2 separate regions of the Gossypium hirsutum genome follow, and region 2 is linked to region 1. A link is a contact called in public Hi-C data. All regions are on one chromosome and are shown on one strand. The core of a region is the stretch at or near the end of the contact, and the rest is flanking DNA. Distances in the headings are between cores, read along the strand shown. Region 1 overlaps LOC107913449. Region 2 holds the start of LOC107913448 (probable LRR receptor-like serine/threonine-protein kinase At5g10290).

Region 1 (5,814 bases), core at 1,392-3,891:
TCTTGAAAACGAGATTTTTTGCTTTAAATATCCTTAATAATAGCCCCAATAGCTGGTTTATCTGGTTTTTTTGTTTGGCATTTCTTGATGACTGCTCGTGAGTCCCCCATGATTGCCACTGAGAGTATACCAATTGAAATTCCTAACGTAATGGCCTGTAATCCTACATATGCTTCTGTTGCAAACGGAGATAAAACGTTATTATGAAGGACAATCTTCGATGCTAGAATCTCGCCCATCAGACCCCGAACCACCAGACCCAAAGCCTATTTGGAGTTTCTTTTGTCAAAAGCTATATCAAACTGAATCGTCACCCTCGTGTTCTCTTCTCGTTGTCTATGGCTTCTATCCACATTTAAGGTAATCTTCCTTTTTCCCAAACCATCCAACTCTGCCATATACCTTTGTATTCTCTATGATAATTCCCTTTCTGTCGTGTTTTTCCCCTCATGTACTAACTGATTCCTTGAACTCCAAATTGACCATAAAGTACAGCAAAAAAGTCGGCACTGTTTACAAGTACCCCTCTCGAAAACCTAGGTAAGCCACTCTCAAAAGCTTTGAATCGTGTTATTTATGACCCAAGAGAGGTTTAAATTTTGCCATACCTCTATTATTGTAGGGTATTGTTGAAAGACATGATAACTATCTTCTTTCCAAGTACAACAGAGAGGACATATAACATTCGTGGCCACTCGTTTATGTCTGAGATTTATTAGGGTAGGGATGTAGTTCCAGGAACTTCGCCATATTATGATTGTAATTTTTTATGGTAGCTGTAGATTCTATAGTTTCTTGTAAAATCCTTAATTTTGGCCTTTATTAAGTAATTACTAGGACCCAAGTTAGCATCTTGTAATAGTTTATAGGCGCTTCAAACTGAGAATTCACCAGTGGGTTCTCCTTTCTACACTTGGAAGTCATCATGAACTGTTTTCGCTAGAGGAATCTGCAAAATTTTCTGAGCTATGTCCACTTGAAAGGTATTGTTTATTAAATCCGCCTTCGAAGTATTATTTGTGATATCAATTAGATCCGAAACTAACTTGATTTCTTCATTGTCGGTTCTGTTGTTCTATCTATCTGTATCAATTCCCTAAATCCATCAGTTGTCCCAAACAGAAATCTCATTCCCTCTACAAACCTTCCAGTACAGGCCACTTTACAGGAGACCCTTTGCCGCCCAAACACTTTTCTAGGTAAACGAAGGTAGATTTCCTAACTGTGCATTAATAAAATTCGAGTGCGGATAGTATTTAGCTTTTAGAACTCTAGCTAACAAAGAATTTGGGTAATTAATAAGACGTCAGCCTTGCTTGGCTAATAACACAATATTAAACTGTCCGAGATTTTGAAAACCTAAACCACCATTCTCTTTTAAGATGCAAAGATTTCACCAAGCACACCAGTGTATTCCCCTCTTACCATGTCCCTTCTGCCACTAGAAATTCGCAATAATACTCTCTAGATCAGCACATAACGATTTGGGTAATAGGAAACAAGCCATTGTGTAGGTCGGTATGGATTGGAGAATAGCCTTTATGAACACTTCTTTCCCACCTTGAGAGAGGTGTCTAACACTCCAATTATCGATGCGCTTCTTCATCCGATCCTTTAAATTTTGAAAAGACTCCCTTTTCCTTCTTCCGACTATATTAGGCAAGCCTAGGTAGCATTCTGGGTCACTTGAGCTGCGTACCCCCAATATATTGACAACCAAAAGTCTATCTTCTGATGTGTTTCTACTAAAAAAGACAGTTGATTTATCAAAATTAACACACTGACCCGAACAAATTCTATACTCACCTAGGATTCCCTTGAGTAAAGTAGCTCCTCTATTTGTTGCCTCCCCAAATAAAATACAACTATCTGCAAATAACAGGTGCGATACTTGTGGACCGCTCCTACTAACCTTAACTCCTTTCAATAACCCTTTCCTTGTTACAAGTCGCATGAGACAAGATAAACCCTATCCATATATTAAAAATAAAAACGGACTCAATGGGTCACCCTGTCGAAGTCCTCTAGTTGGACGAAAATTTTCTCCAGCATGACCATTAACGACTACTGAATATGAGACAGTGGTCACACATTTCATGAGAGTTTCAATCCAATTTGGAGCAAAACCCGTTCGCACTACTATCTCTTTAACAAAACTCCACTCGACCTTATCATATGCCTTACTCATGTTTAATTTTATCGCTATAAACCCCCTTTTCCCTAATTTCTTCTGTTTTAGCGTATGTAATATTTCATGATCCAATAACACATTATCCGATATTAACCTACTTGGCACAAAAGCACTCTGTGCAACATCGAGGCATTTTTCAATAACTTCTCTAAGCAGATTTGCTATAGCCTTTTCCAATACTTTATATATTGCGTTGCATAAACTAATTGGTCAAAAATGTTTCATATTAGAAGGATTGGCAATTTTTGAGATAAGCACAATATGCGTGGAATTAATTGAGCTAACCTCCATACCTCCATTAAGAAGTTGTAGACAAAAAGAGGTGACATCTTCTCCGATAATATGCCAGTACTTCTGATAAAATAAAGCTGAGAATCCGTCTTCCTCTAGTGCTTTTATGGGCCCCATCTCAAACACCGCCTCTCGAATCTCTTCCTTTGTCTATTGCACCGGAAGTCTTTGGTTATCTTCCTTAGAGACATAGCGTAAATGATCATAATTTCTCCTTTCTCCTGTCGAAAATTAATTTTGAAAATAAGATCTCGAAATACCCTCCATTTCCTATAGGACCTCCGTTTCCCTTCATTCTTCATTTTGCAGTTTATGAATTAAATTTTTTCTCCAACGCTGTGTTGCTTGGCTATGAAAAAATGTTGTATTCCTATCTTTAAATTTCAACCAGTTCACTCGAGCTCTTTGTTTTTAGTAGCGTTCGTCCTTTTCAATCTCAAATTTCAGTTGGATCTTCGCATCAATCATCTCAACCAAACTATTATCATCCCTTTCAGCTCCTATCAACTCTGAAAATTTTACTGTTAAAAACTCCTTTCTCCTCTTTCTATTTATTCATATTCGACTAGCCCATCTTTCCAAACCCTTTTTTATGTTATCCAGCTTTTGCAACAAGTTCCCTAATGACATTTCCCAAATGTATTTTACTTCATGGGCGAACGAGTTCTCTATAACCCACCAAGCTTCAAACTTAAATATCTTTCCATTGAACCATTTGTCTTCCATTTTCGTATTAATTAGAAGAGGACAATGATCAGAGAAAGAATGTACTAGATGTTGAATTGTTACCTTAGGAAACATGGTCATCTATTCCTCGTTTGCCACACCTTTATGCAATCGTTCTTGGATTTTTGTTTCTAGAAAATTACCTCTCTCCCATGTAAACCAATTACCAGAATACCCCACATCCATCAAGTGACAATCTTCCAACACATTTAAAAAAATTTCCATTCTTCTTTCATCTTTAGGCAACCCTCCTTTTTTTTTTCAAAGCCATACATGATTTCATTAAAATCTCCACATGCAAACCAAGGAATCCCTTCATCGTTATATAATTTTTTTAAAACAACCCATTAGTCATCTCTATCCTGTGCATAAGGGGTTCCATAAAAACCTGTGCATCTCTATTTATTCTTTACTTCATTATCTTCAATTATCACATCAATATGCCTTTTAAAAAAATTCTGAAATATGATACTAAAATCATTTCTCCATGCCAAACACACCCTTCTCTAGTGCCATCTAAACCAACTTCAATACCATTCGCATAACCACAACTTCGGCAAACTCTTTCCATCTGACTTCTACAAAGCTTTGTCTCCATAAAGAAGACCATCTGGGGGTTATAGACCTTCAGCGAATGCTGAAGTCTTCGAACTATCCTGGGCTCTTCAAACCACGGACATTCCAACTTAAAATTTTTTTTGCGCCTGGTCGGCTTGCCTCTTGGCAGCCGCCGATGATAAATGGTTAATTTCCAACATTCTCCTATTCCTTACCGCCAAAGTATTGATCACTTCCCTGGCTGTTAATTTTTTAATCTCCCCCTAGCTCTCTTTTTCCCTTCAGCTCCAATTAAAACACCATCTTCCAGATCATGATCCATAGCAGTTTGAACTTGATCTACCAAGGAATTTTCCCTCCATTGACCTGAAAAGGACGGTCCCCTTCCAAATTAAATCCTAAAACTGGATCAATAGCCTTTCCACACCCTATTTTTTTCCTACGTCCCATAGACTGTTTCCTAGTACTTGACTATCCTCACGATTTCCACCCAGTTTTACCTTACCTTCCTCACGTAACTAGACATTGTTCATTGCTAAAGCTCTTCAAGATTGTGCTCGCAACAATAAATCCCAACCCATTTCAGCAATTTCCGCTCCTAACGCCATTTTTACTTCACAAAAAGAATCATTATGGCCTAATCGACCACAGTAGAAACAGAAGAGTGACAATCTTTCATACTTAAATCTGACATATGAGCATTTTCCACAAAAGATAACCTACTTCTTTCTTTTCAAAGGGCGCCGTATATCGATTTGGACTTTTATTCTCATAAAGTTTTAATTTTCTTTCCCTAGATTTGACCCATCATACTCCATAAATTTCCCTATGAAATTACCCAATTGCATTGCCAAATTCTCAAAGAAAAAACTAGTAGGAACATCATGAATCTATACCTAGAAAGTTGTCAAAATTAAGGGAACTTTTAATGGATCCTCCCCCCATTGCAGCTTGTATAACACCAACAAGTGGTTGTTAAAAGTCCATGGAGACCCTTTCAAAACCCTTTCCATATCCATGACATGAAAAAATTGAAACAAAAACCTTTTCTCCCCCAGATCTTGGATTTGAACACCCCGAACAGGATGCCATAGATTCACCATAATACTTTTCATTGTTGGGAAGTGAATAATGCTAGTTGTTAGGAAACACCCCATCAGCCGAAAAGCCCCCACCTCCTTTTTCCGTATTCGGCTCTAGTTGTATTTGTAGGACTGCTTCTTCTTCTTCATTGAGAGTTAATCCAACTAATTCAGTTTCCATGAATTCAGGTAGAAATCCCAAACGTGAGTATCACTTTTCTAGAGGAATAGAGAGGACTTGATAGAACGCCGCCGTCAAACAAACAGGAGACGAAAACAAGAAAACTTAAAAAACATGCCAGAGAGGGCAAAAGTTGCATGCTAGGGTAGCAGACTTTTCTAAATTATTAAAACCACCAAATCTTTTTTTAAATAATACTTTTAAAATATTGTTAACTATAGTAAACTATAATTAATAAAACAAAAAATTAGAGAAAGTAACATACAAAAATTATAATAATATTTCATTATAAATACAAAAAATATTTACACTAAATGAATAAATACATTTAATAATAGTGATTAAAAAATAATTGATAAAATTTGACTTTCTTTCAAAACAAATCCACGAAACATTTTTCTCTTTTATGCTATTGTTGTTCGAATATGTTTCGATATTACCTCTTTGAAAAATTATTGCTTCAATGCTTCATTATTTTTTATACAATTCTAACTTTAATAATCTTCAATTTTTTTACGTATAATTTTTCTTAAATGCTACTTGATTGAATATTTTTAACTACTAGATGTTATTTATAAACTTAAACTTAAAATTTAATTGGTATATAACTCTAATATTAATTAAGTGATAATTAAGATGCTTAGAATTATATTAAAATAATATATCTATTTTACATCAATAAAATTAGCATAATTTAAAAAAAATAAAATATTCCCAATAACTTTTTTACCTCAATTTTTTAACTAATAATTGTAAATTATAATTACAAATTTTTTCATAGAGTT
Region 2 (5,528 bases), core at 1,795-4,294, 54 kb after region 1:
GTGTCACTCGTGTGAAGACTTATTGTTTCGGGTTATGGAGTTCGATAGATTGGACCAAGGAATTGTTGGAGAAGCGTATCGTGTACACATGATATAACAAACCTGCGATTGTGGAAGATTTGGCACACTTTGTTTTCCATGTGCTTATGCAATTGCAGATGTAACAATCATCGTTTAGATCATATGAGCTTTATGAATGAAGTGTACAAATTAGAACACATGTATAACGTGTGGAGAAATGTATTCCCACAGGCCTTAGATGAACGTATGTAGCTGCCGATATTAAGTGCTCCATTCAAGTTGTTACTCGATAGATCATTGTGTCTCAAACAAAAAGGTCGATTGACATCGACTCAGATACGCGACAACATAGATATTCGGGAGAAGACAAACCAACCGAGGTTATGCGAGTGATGTAGAAACCCAAGGCATACAATGTTGTCATGTCCACGTTAATAAGATGATATAAGGACAATACCCTATTAACAGATTTATTAAATTTTTAACCTATTTATTAAGTTTTTAAACTACAATCTATTTGTTTATTTTTTCATTCATAATCAAATTTTTTTGTAATTTGTAAACACACATTTTTATTATACCATACAAATAAATAAAATATACATCTTTGTTCCATTGTTCCCGTCCAGACTTGATTTAATAATATGAAATGACAACGACAACCAATTTTGTTGCAAAAAATATATTTATTTAAAAACATAAGGATGTATAACATCGATACAATAAACACATTTCATATTTATTTAAAATTTTACATAAGTAAAAAAAAATCAATCTAATCCCCGATCAGAATGTGTGCCAAATCGGGGTGGTCGACAACTGTGAGCTAGATTCTTTCTTGGTTCAACCTTCGGTACAGGTTGTGGTCTTGGCTTCTTATATTATTCGCCTTCATCCGTAGTTGATTGTGATCGGTTGCTCCTCGGTTGTCATCGTGTATCCTTCGTTCTAGGAATAGGTGGTTGCGAAGATTGTCCAACTTGGTAGAACAATGATCTAGGAGGTGTTTGCGACACCATTAGCGTAATGGTATAACTATATTGTGTCCCATACACCAATGGCATAATGATCGGACTTCTGATCGGTGCCCCAAACATAGATGACCTATATGTTGTTGTCTACATCGTCATCGTCTGAAATGTCATTGACATTGGCGTGCAATATGTCGGGGATAGAGGTCCAAAAACAAAATTTGGCATCGAAGTAGAAGTAGAAGTAGAAAAATATGGTGCAATATGTGGTGCTTGTGTAAAAATGATGGGGTTAGTATAACCACTAGAATAAGTTAAGTCATACTGACTGGGGGGTGGTGCGGCTATCGGTGTTGGTTCTTGCGTAGGTGTAGACAATGGACGTGCCTAAAAAGCTCCGCCAGACCTTGGATGCCTAGGTTCTCGTCATGGCCTCCTTGTATGCAGTTACCTACCCCTCGCCTCTTCCGCAAGTAGATATGGCTTGTCACGGATCTTAAACCATGACATGTACTCCGAATAGCAGGCTAACTTTGTAGCGGAAATTGCCTCGTGAGTAGGTAAAAACTTGTACCTATTGTTCCAAATGTTGATATATTGCACGTGGAATGTAGGCCAATGCTAATTTGTTCTCCCTCGCAAGTTGATATGTTGTAGATCTTCGATGTCTTGGGGTGCTGGTGGAATTGTTTGCCTAAACCCTAACTGTCGCAATACTTCATCCGACTCGTGCATCTCCACAGTAGCGTACACAACCAATGACACCTTCACGTGCTAGATGTTGGGATTCACTAAGAATTCGGGCGAGATGCATTCTTGAATTTTCGGATCGGAGTATGACGTCCATTCAAGCTATATTAAAATAATAAAATTTTTAGTTATATATATACTACTAATTTTTAAATTAACTACGTTAATATTATATAATTCAAATTTTAAAAAATACATACCTCCACTTTCGATCGTTGGTCTAACAGAAGTCGAATATCTCGAAGCTCATCCGATAGTCCCATGTAACTCAGCCTATGGTTCCACCTATTGAAATAATATGTTGACACAATAATTTAAAATTTAAATAATTTTATTATGGTAAATATATTATCTAATGAATTTTACTTTGTTACAAGTGGGAATATATAAGGGTAGTTCGCTCGAAGATGTAAAAATAGCAGCCGGTACCATGCCCATAATTACAATAGTAACATGCAACCACCAATTTTGATTTTTTGTGGTTCGTCGCCTATCATATCTCTCAGTACAACATCGTCAACACGACAGACCCCCAACTAAATCGGCGAGTTTTAGAAGTCACCTTAAATAAATAAGGTTTCGTGACTTGTCAAGTATTAAGAGACCCCTAATAATCATAAGCGTTTTCTCCGACAACTATTTTCTTCAACGATAAAAAATAGCCTAATCCAATAACTCTTTAAAAAAAATAGATATTTTTCAAAAATTCAGTGAAGATGACAAACATCCAAATTTCCCCATTGTCTTGGGTCTCTCTCTTCCTGTTTTCTTTGCACAGAAGATGACAATAATTTGAGAATAAAGAAAAAAACCATTAATATTTTAAATATTGATTAAAACATCCGTAACAACTTCTGTGGAATTAGGATTCTAAATAATTATCAGTTTCATTATTAGATGAAAATTGAAAAATATGAAAAAAGTTAAACAAATAAATTTATTTTTATTTTAAATCGAAGAGACATTCTTTCTCTTGGTCTGACGAAAACAGAAGTAAAAAATATTATTTTTTATTAAAAAAGCCTGTTTATCATTATCCATTAATTATTCAACAGTAATTTTTGTTTTCTCTTTAAATTTTTAATTGATCCATCATCCATACAATGCACAGACTCTTACTAAAATTTTTAATCATTATAATATTTTCAAAATAAATGAGATATTATTTTTCAGTTGAATTGAAATTATTCTTAAAAAATAAACACCACCAATAAATCATATTATGTTTTAAATAGTATGATTTTTTTTTATTCCTCTCAAAAGTGATATGCATTCATTTTAAGGATTTTAAAATATTGAGTAGGCAAAATGATAATCTGGCGGCGGTTCCAACCCTGTTTTTAGGCAATCTAAGCATGTGCTGTTTGAAGTTTGCTGTCATATCTGGTTTATTAATAAATGATGTCGTTTTTCCAATCCACATGTTTTAGATTTGTCAACAGGTTACAACATGGTTGAAGCAGCAGTAACCATGTAGCTGTACATTGTATTTCACTCCTTACTAGTCAATTCAAAGTCACCTTGAGAGGAAAGAGAAAGAGTAATTATTGCAGAGTTTCCTTTTGGAAGTCTGTATATCCCACCCAAAGTAAAAAACAATAGAATAATAAGGCATAAAGGGAAGAAGAAGACTGAGAGGGGATTGGAGAAGAGCAAAGAGCAAAAAGACAAATCTTGTCATTCTCTTTAAAAAATAACTCAAAACAAATATACTATCTTTCCTTTCACTAAGCAAGTTGATTCCTTTTAATTCACGAGAATCAAAGTTTGATTCTTCCACTTTCAAATCTCATCATCCATAAGAAATGGAAGTACCCATCTTTTTTTCTTTTCCAATCTGATTCCTTTCTTAAGGTAAGTTATATTCTTCCTATGTCCTACCCAAGGTGTAGGTTTTTTTTCTCGAGTCTAAGATTTGAGTTTTGTTTACTGACTGACCTCTTATTGCTTTCCTGTCTGGATTTTTGGTTAAATTATTATTGTTATTATTAATTTTTTGATGTTGGGTTTTGAAAGTTGTAACTCTATTGTTGAATTCCTCTATTCATTTTCTTTCAGTTATGTGAACCATTTGGCTGTGCTTTGACTGCTTTCTTATCCATTTGTTTATTATTTTTTGTTGTTTGAATTGGAATTGTCCTGGGGTAGTTCTGCATTTATTTGCCTGGTACTGAATGTTAAAAACTGCTTTTACTGTTCTGCATCCTGGAAAGGGACCTTTTGAGTTTTGAGCTTACTGGGCTGTTGTTTGGTTTTTCTTTCTCTGCAGTAAAACCAGGTTTAGATGAATTTACAGTTTTATTGGCATTATGTTTTATTTCACCATTCTTGAAATTATGTGAAGATTCTTTATAATTTTCTCCTCGGCTGTCTCTAGAGTCTAGCCTAATATTGATTTTTCCTTTTCATGCATTTTGAATCAAATAAAAGAATTTTAGCATGCAAGAAAAAGACACTTTACTTGCTTGCGAGAGTAATTTTTCAAAGAGGTGTAATGGTCTTTTGGGAACCTACACATTGGGTTATTAACCTGTTCATGTCTAGTTCTGTGGGAATCATTTTCTCCTCTCTTGTTTCCTGTTGGATTCTTTTTAGTTTCATAATCTCCATACTACCAAAAAGGAACTGCTCTGTGAGACAAAGTCGAAGTTCTAAGATATTTTTTTCATTATAAAGTTTTTGTTCACCAAACCTAGAACTTAATAAAAATGATGGTTGTGAAATTTTGTAAAAGATGTTACTGAAATGTTGGTAATAAACCAAAAAGAAGAGAATTGCTTGCCATGCTGAAAATTCTTGACGAGAGTCAAGAGAACAAGAGGTGGCTGTTGTCCTTAAACGAAATTGTTAGTATTGGAGCTTTTTCTTTTGCTTTCTCTCTTTACAATATTGATATTATTTCCTATGATGCTCTGATTCATGTGTGAGTGGGAATGAGCATGCTAGTATTTGCTTGTACATATTCTGAAACCTGTTTTCAGATGTAGGATAATGTGTTCGAATTTGGGTACTTTAGGAAACTCAAGGTTTGAAGAAACAGCTGACTGGATTTGCTAATTGTGTTATGTGCCTTGTATTTACAATTTTTGGCAGAGATGGAAGTCATTTGTATGCTCATAAAAGATTTTGTATTTCGTTGCGTTGATCATTGGGGTTGATGTTGCTGAAGATGGAATTTCTTCTTGGAATTCTTATATTCACTTACTTGCTCTCTTTTGTATCAGCTGATTTACAAGGTACATAGTTTTTTTTTGTATCAAACATTTAGTCCTGAAGTTTCCAAAGTAAATTATTTTGAGGATTTCACTTAGTGTGTTAAATTTGATCATAGACATTGTCCAAAATATGCATTTGTGCGCATGTGTGTCCACTCAAGTCATGATCTAATTAAAATTTTCTTAACAATAATTAATTTGGAGTTTTTATGATCTAGTTAATTTTCTCATAACACTATATACCTTGGAGTTTTGAGTCTTTATTCATGCTAAAGTATTTAGATACGAAGGGAAGATACTATTCAGACAATTAGCTCAAACGGAACAATAAGATCCCTGAATCATTTCTTCTTGCTCAATGAGACCTACATCCGTATTGTCCATCAACTGCTATCAGTCAGATTTGACTAATTGAGGCCTCTAGACTTGGCTGCTTATATATGTTTTTGATCAAACTATTTGACACTTTATTTCCTTGACTGAAATATGGCTGGGTTGAGTTTGAGATTTCTTGAGGAACTTGGGCTGATTTTTGTCTGAATAATAGTGATGATAATTGATAAGATCATGT

What was found. A called contact is a pair of places that touch in the nucleus more often than the background predicts.
Region 2: a Hi-C map of hypocotyl shows a contact between it and region 1, with 2.4 times the contacts expected there. The contact joins the promoter of LOC107913448 here to the enhancer-like site in region 1. A contact is called at or near these places in 5 of 34 Hi-C or Micro-C datasets (anther, callus, hypocotyl and 2 more).

What each region holds. Positions count from the first base shown.
Region 1 is chrD11:34,377,605-34,383,418 of Gossypium_hirsutum_v2.1, forward strand. It overlaps LOC107913449, which reads left to right. Exons shown (of 3, transcript XM_016842026.2): 1 at 1-360; 2 at 496-540; 3 at 623-942. The coding sequence starts at 170. The coding sequence ends at 719. Among protein-coding and RNA genes, the nearest start is that of LOC107913449, 3.2 kb to the left of the region's middle. Within about 2 kb of position 2,642, at least 5 of the 9 cell types and tissues checked have an H3K27ac peak or open chromatin away from gene starts, as enhancers often do.
Region 2 is chrD11:34,431,297-34,436,824 of Gossypium_hirsutum_v2.1, forward strand. LOC107913448 (probable LRR receptor-like serine/threonine-protein kinase At5g10290) reads left to right here and starts at 3,045. Exons shown (of 12, transcript XM_016842025.2): 1 at 3,045-3,596; 2 at 4,836-4,978. The coding sequence starts at 4,900.